2 separate regions of the Sus scrofa genome follow, and region 1 is linked to region 2. The links are chromatin contacts, called in public Hi-C maps. All regions are on one chromosome and are shown on one strand. Each heading gives the region's core, a stretch centred on a gene start, on an enhancer-like site or on the middle of the called end of the contact. The rest is flanking DNA. Distances are from core to core; before and after follow the strand shown.

Region 1 (2,700 bases), core at 105-2,604, 170 kb after region 2:
CATGGAGTATCTCTACTGCATTCGGGTCACTTCGGTGAACCAGAAAAAGGAGCCAGGCCAGTAGGTCGTGGGCTTTCTGGGGATGGGGTGGGGTGGGGTGGGGAGGTGACATCCCTCTAAGCACAGAGGTCCCGTTGCTATGAAGGTGAAGGAGTCCTGAGCCTTAGCATCATCAGAGAGTCACCCACATAGGTGCCCCTTCTGTTTTCGCGTGGCCGTGGGGTGAGAATGCTGAACCTGAACCACTTGATCTTGTCTCTTTGGAGAAGAACTAGAACTGAAGGTGGTGAGGCCAGTAAGTGTTTATTAAGAAAAAAGAGAGGGACGATAGGTGTGGAGAAGGCCGGGTGGGCAGGGGTGGAGAGGGAGGGACAGACAGAGGGAAGAGCAAAGAGGCAGAGCGTGACAGGTGCTTAGGAGGTGGTGAGATCCCTTGTATGGGGGTGGGCCTTCTAGGCTTCCTCCGGCCAATCATCTTGCTCCGTCTGGCCTTGGCCTGACTCAGGACCCTCCCCTGTGTGAGCATCTTTTGGCCACAGGATGGATTCTAGCGCCAGGGTCTGGGAAGTTGACAGGATGTACTATGTCTGGTGCCTGTCCCTTCTCTGACCCCTGAGGAAGCTTTCTGCGAGTGTGGAGTTGCCAAGGTCTCCTTGACCTCAAGAAAGAGAAATGGATGGTGTCTATCTTTTATCCAAGCCGGATGCAGCTTTGACCTTGACGTTATCTGTCTGCAGGGAACAGGTTACAGTTGCTCAGCCTGGACCCATCTATCTCTGGCTTCACTTCTATGCTGCCCTTAAGTGCTCTCGAGACCCATAAAGGGGAAACAGGGCAAATTTTCTGGGTTATAAACCCGAACATTAGCATCGAGGGCGACCTCCTTACCTCAGTTCAATATTCACCTTTTTAGGGAATATTACGGAGAGGCATCCACGTGTGGAAAGTGGGTCAGGCAGAGAGTAAACTCCGTGTGGAGCAAAACGGTCCCAGTGTTATGGCTTTCAGTCCAGTGAACAAATATCCGCCCAAATCCATGTGCAATGTGTTGGTTTGTTACTCCTTTCCGCCTCAGTTTCAGATCCAGAATGGGGACCGGGCCTGTCTCATCTCTGCACTCCGAGTGCCCAGCATAGGGTCTGGAGGAGTGAGCTCTGAGGAGGTGGTCGAAGGGACCAGTCTTGTGCCGTCTCAGGCCAGCTTTGGAGGCTCTCAGGTCCCCGCACCACAGCTAGCGGTCACTCAGGTGATGCTGACAAGGGGCTCTGCCTGAAGTGGCTGGTGGGGCAGCTGAGGAGACACGTGGGTTTCCTCTCAGAGCTCCCACCCTTTGACCACACAGCTGACGGTCCCATCTCTGCTGACGGTCGCAAAGCTGGTGCTCTGAGCCTGCTGTAGTTATAGGAGCAAGGCTGTAAGCGCTGCCCATCCAGCCCTGGCTTGGACGGGGGTCATCACGAGATGTTCCTGTGGCTCTGAGAGAACTGGCTCTCTCAGGAGGGCCATGGCAGAAGCTGAGATTGGAAGAGATGACAGCTACAGAGTGCTTAGTACCAACAGATGCCAGTCAATGACAGCTGTCATTAACCAAGGGGGAGGAGACCGTGCCCCAGAAGACAGGCCACCTGAGGTGTCTCACAAGTCTGATCTCAAATGAAGGTGAAGTCAGATTTCCCTTGTGAGTGAAAATATGTCCCCTGCCATACCAAGTAGACAAAGGATGTTACAGGCAGGGTGAGCCCTGAGGGGACTCAGGAGGCAGACAGCCACAGCCACTGTGGCCACCTCCCCAATGGTGCATCCTGAGGGGACTCAGGATGGGCAAGAACAGGATACTAGCCCCAAACACCTGAGGTGCCTGCCAAAGGAATGATTGCAGGGAGCCCACACGTCTGCACCTTCCTATACAAAGAAAAGCGCTAAACTCCTTCACTTGAGATGTCCAGTTTTCTTTCACTAACAGTAAACTTTTGAAGTTCTGATTACCTGGTCTTGGATGCCAGAACTCCTAATAGCCTGGCTCCCTATACCTCTGCAGAGCAGTCCCTCAGAGCCATCTGAGAGGCTGTGTCCCACACTTAAGCTTCAGTTCTGTCTGCCACACAAAATATAATTCTCAACTTTCGTATTGTACATTTTTTTTTCAGTCACCACCCTCATCCCATTCTAGATTCCTAATTCTGTAAAGCATGCTTAATTGAAATGTCCCAAAGTGAGTTATCCTCACAAGGTTCAGCTTCAAAGATTTTCTTATGTGTTACACCTACAGGGTCCCTTGAAAAGAGCCAGCTAGAGTTCAGAGCCCTCTGCTGGTGGTGTGGACCTCTGCTTAGCATGTCTCGGAGAAAGGGCAGGTCAAGACACTTGTGAGGCCACCACACAGTGTTTAATTTAAAATTAAGCAATAAACAGAGGTGATCTCTGGGATCCCATCAGGTTCCGCAAGGAGTGGCAGGAACTGATGAGGGCAGAAATTGCAATGGGCATCCTCTGAGCTGCAGACAGGGTCAGAGCCCCAGCTTCCAGCCCTAGCTCCTCCCACAGAGTCCCCTCAGCTCACTGCCACCAAACCCCATTTTTCTCCTCTGCTGGATGGGTTGCTCAGAGGGCAGGCATCAGCCAGGGGCATAGCTGGTACTGAATAAACATTTGATAGAAAAGCCCCTTACCTGATTCATCTCATGCTATTTCCAGCCAGGG
Region 2 (2,700 bases), core at 93-2,592:
AAAAACCCAAAAAGCAAACTAGATTTGTAAAAATAGAATTTATACACATACACACGTGCATGCCTGTGTAATTAGTACCGCAACAAAAGTACCCCACTTTCCTGGCCATACATTTGGGGAGGCTGGCATTTGCTTTTCTCCACCTCTCTGGGGTGAGGGTGGTGTGGGCGGGGAGATCCTTGCGTGTCCATTTGCAGTCCACGCGGCTTGGGTCGACTGCCTTCGTGGGAGCAGTTAAGCACACACATACCCAACTCGTGTCTGCATCTCACCACCCAGAGGCTCACGGCTGAGGCCCGCCCCCCCAGTGGTCTGCCCTTGAGTAGGACCAGCAAATGGGACTGCGGGGGAGGAGGGGAGCCGGTTTCTGTGATGCCATCTGGCCAGATGGCACTCTGACCTGCGGTCCTTTGCAGTGTCCGTGAAAACCGCGGACGTGTGCCCTGGGCGTGTTTGGGGCTGAAAGACACCCTGATTTCCTCTCTCTGGACGCCTCGCCTCCGAGCGAGGGAGAAACTGCAGGCCAGGCCTCTGCGCGTCCATGGTGTGCCACCCTTTCTCCGTTCCTCCGCTTTCCATTCACATCCTTTTTCCACTGTGGGCTTCCCGTTTAGACTATTGCCCTCCCTGGCTAGCCGCCTGGCACCGGGGGCTCTGCCTCTGACAGTCTGGCAGGTGCTCCAGGCTGGCGGAGTCTACGGTTGCTGGTGGGTCCCCGGCCTTGAGCGCCCTCTCCCTCCTGCCTTCTTCGCCCTCTCTGTTGCCGCTTTGTCGTAGTCCCTTTCCTTTGGTGTGGACAGCTCTGCTGGGGCCGCACACCATTACTGAGCCCAGAGGGAGGGCCCGGGCGCTGGGCAGTTAGCTGACACCACTGCCCTCCCCCAAGGCATCCAGAACTGTGGGCTGAGATTTCCAGAACATCAGTTGTAGCTATCCTTTCTGGTTCTGTGTTCACGTGGTCCGTTTCAACGATGGGAGATCGCTCTCCTGCTGGGGAAAGATGCAGGGAAGGAGAGCAGAGCCTTGGAGCTGACTTCCACGGGTTTTTTTTTCTTCTCTCTTATTGGCAACTGATTCACGAACCCTAAAAAAAGAGTTGATCGCACCCTAGCCAGCTAGTGCTAGCAGCCCAGATGGTCCCCTGTATCGGAGAGACATTTGTATCTTGGATCAAAAATATTGAAATGTGTTCCCTGAACCTTATTGAGAAAAGGAATTAGCAGCAACTGCGTTCAAGGGTTGAGGGTATGGAAATAGCCAAATGACTCCAGTCTTCCCAGAAACGCAAAGATTGGGAAATCGGAGCCAGGGTGGGGAAGGCCCAGATCTGGGGAGTCCTGTGAGGGGAGGTGGATTCTGAGGGCACTGTGCCGTCTGCCTGGGATGTGTGACCAGGAGAGGGGGCAGTCTGTGTGTGAGTGTGTGTGTGTGTGTGTGTGTGGTGTGTGTGTAGAAGGCACTGCCCACCCGGGAGCCTTCACAGCGGCTGTAGGCAGACCAAGGCAAGGAGAACAAATTTGTGCCAACTGCTTCTAAATTCTATACCGAACAGACATACAGATGCCGCTACTTCTAGTTCCCAGGCTACGGGTCGAATCGGAGCTGCAGCTGCCGGCCTTCACCACAGCCACAGCAATGCAGGATCTGAGTCACATCTGTGACCTACACCACAGCTCATGGCAATGCCGGATCCTTAACCCACCGAGCAAGGCCAGGGATCGAACACACATCCTCATGGATGCTAGTTGGGTTCATTACCCCTGAGCTGCCACGGGAACTCCTCCCAGCCTGAACTAAATGGAACTTTTATCTTCCTTGTCATATGTCCTACGCAGACCATTGGGTGGGGCTTGGAAACCTTGGAGAGGCGTTCTGAATCGCGGTGGCATCCAGCTGATGTTGGCCACTTTGGAAGATGGAGGGGGAGGTGGCACTGGGCGGGGACTGGTGACAGTCTGAGCTGGAGGGTGGAGCGTGTAAGGGGCAGTAGAGGGGGAGAGACGGCCTCTGAGAGCACGTGGAGTCATTATCTGGAGTTGGGAATCGCAACCAGATGCCGGGAGAACTTAAAGCCACTTCATCACTACTGGACTGTGACTTAGCCTAGGATCATTTTTCTTGGAGGTTCTGGAGAGTGATGAGGAAATTGAGCTGAGGCCAACGAAGCATATGTGCTGACTGGAGAAAAATGACGGGAGAAAAAATGTGTTTGGGCTTGACATCCTTTGCTCTCATTGGTTGGCAGTTTTAGAACCAAAAGGCATGCCCTAGAAAGGGGCTGGCAGCGGATGGGGCCGGCGCTGCTGCCGAGTGGGGCTGGCAGCAGGCTGCTCTGGGCTGTAGACGGGTCCCTGCGTCTACCTGGGCCTCTTTGTTTTCACACGTGTAAAATGAAGATGCTGAGCAAAGTGAGCTCTGAGCTCCGGCCCAGCTTCAGAATCCTGTGGTTCTTCCGGTGCTGGCTCCACGCGACCCACATTTCTCTTCCCTTTCTCTTGCCATGGTTTTTCTCTTCCAGCGGCCTTCTCGGGCCTTCCCTGGGCATTCAGCTGTCAGATTTCTATTTTGGGACTATATTGGGTAAGGTTCTTAGAAATCAGTTCAGGCCACCATAATCCAAGACGGAATTGATGGAGAGGGAATTGGCGTGCTCAGAGAATGGATGGAAAGCCTGCGAAACGCCCTGAAACCACTGGAGAA

What was found. Hi-C and Micro-C count contacts between places; a contact is called where the count stands out from the background.
Region 1: a Hi-C map of omental adipose tissue shows a contact between it and region 2, with 1.8 times the contacts expected there. The contact joins two enhancer-like sites. A contact is called at or near these places in 1 of 5 promoter capture datasets (liver), 18 of 47 Hi-C or Micro-C datasets (alveolar macrophages, embryonic fibroblasts, fetal skeletal muscle and 8 more) and 2 of 2 datasets of contacts at active chromatin or transcription factors (alveolar macrophages and skeletal muscle).

The regions. Positions count from the first base shown.
Region 1 is chr10:13,035,682-13,038,381 of Sscrofa11.1, forward strand. No RefSeq gene overlaps it. Among named protein-coding and RNA genes, the nearest start is that of DNAH14, 11 kb to the right of the region's middle. Within about 2 kb of position 1,355, at least 1 of the 83 cell types and tissues checked has an H3K27ac peak or open chromatin away from gene starts, as enhancers often do. A contact at or near this core is called in omental adipose tissue, where this site is marked.
Region 2 is chr10:12,864,584-12,867,283 of Sscrofa11.1, forward strand. The region is part of intron 4 of CNIH3 (protein cornichon homolog 3); the gene reads left to right. Among named protein-coding and RNA genes, the nearest start is that of WDR26, 110 kb to the left of the region's middle. Within about 2 kb of position 1,343, at least 3 of the 83 cell types and tissues checked have an H3K27ac peak or open chromatin away from gene starts, as enhancers often do. A contact at or near this core is called in omental adipose tissue, where this site is marked.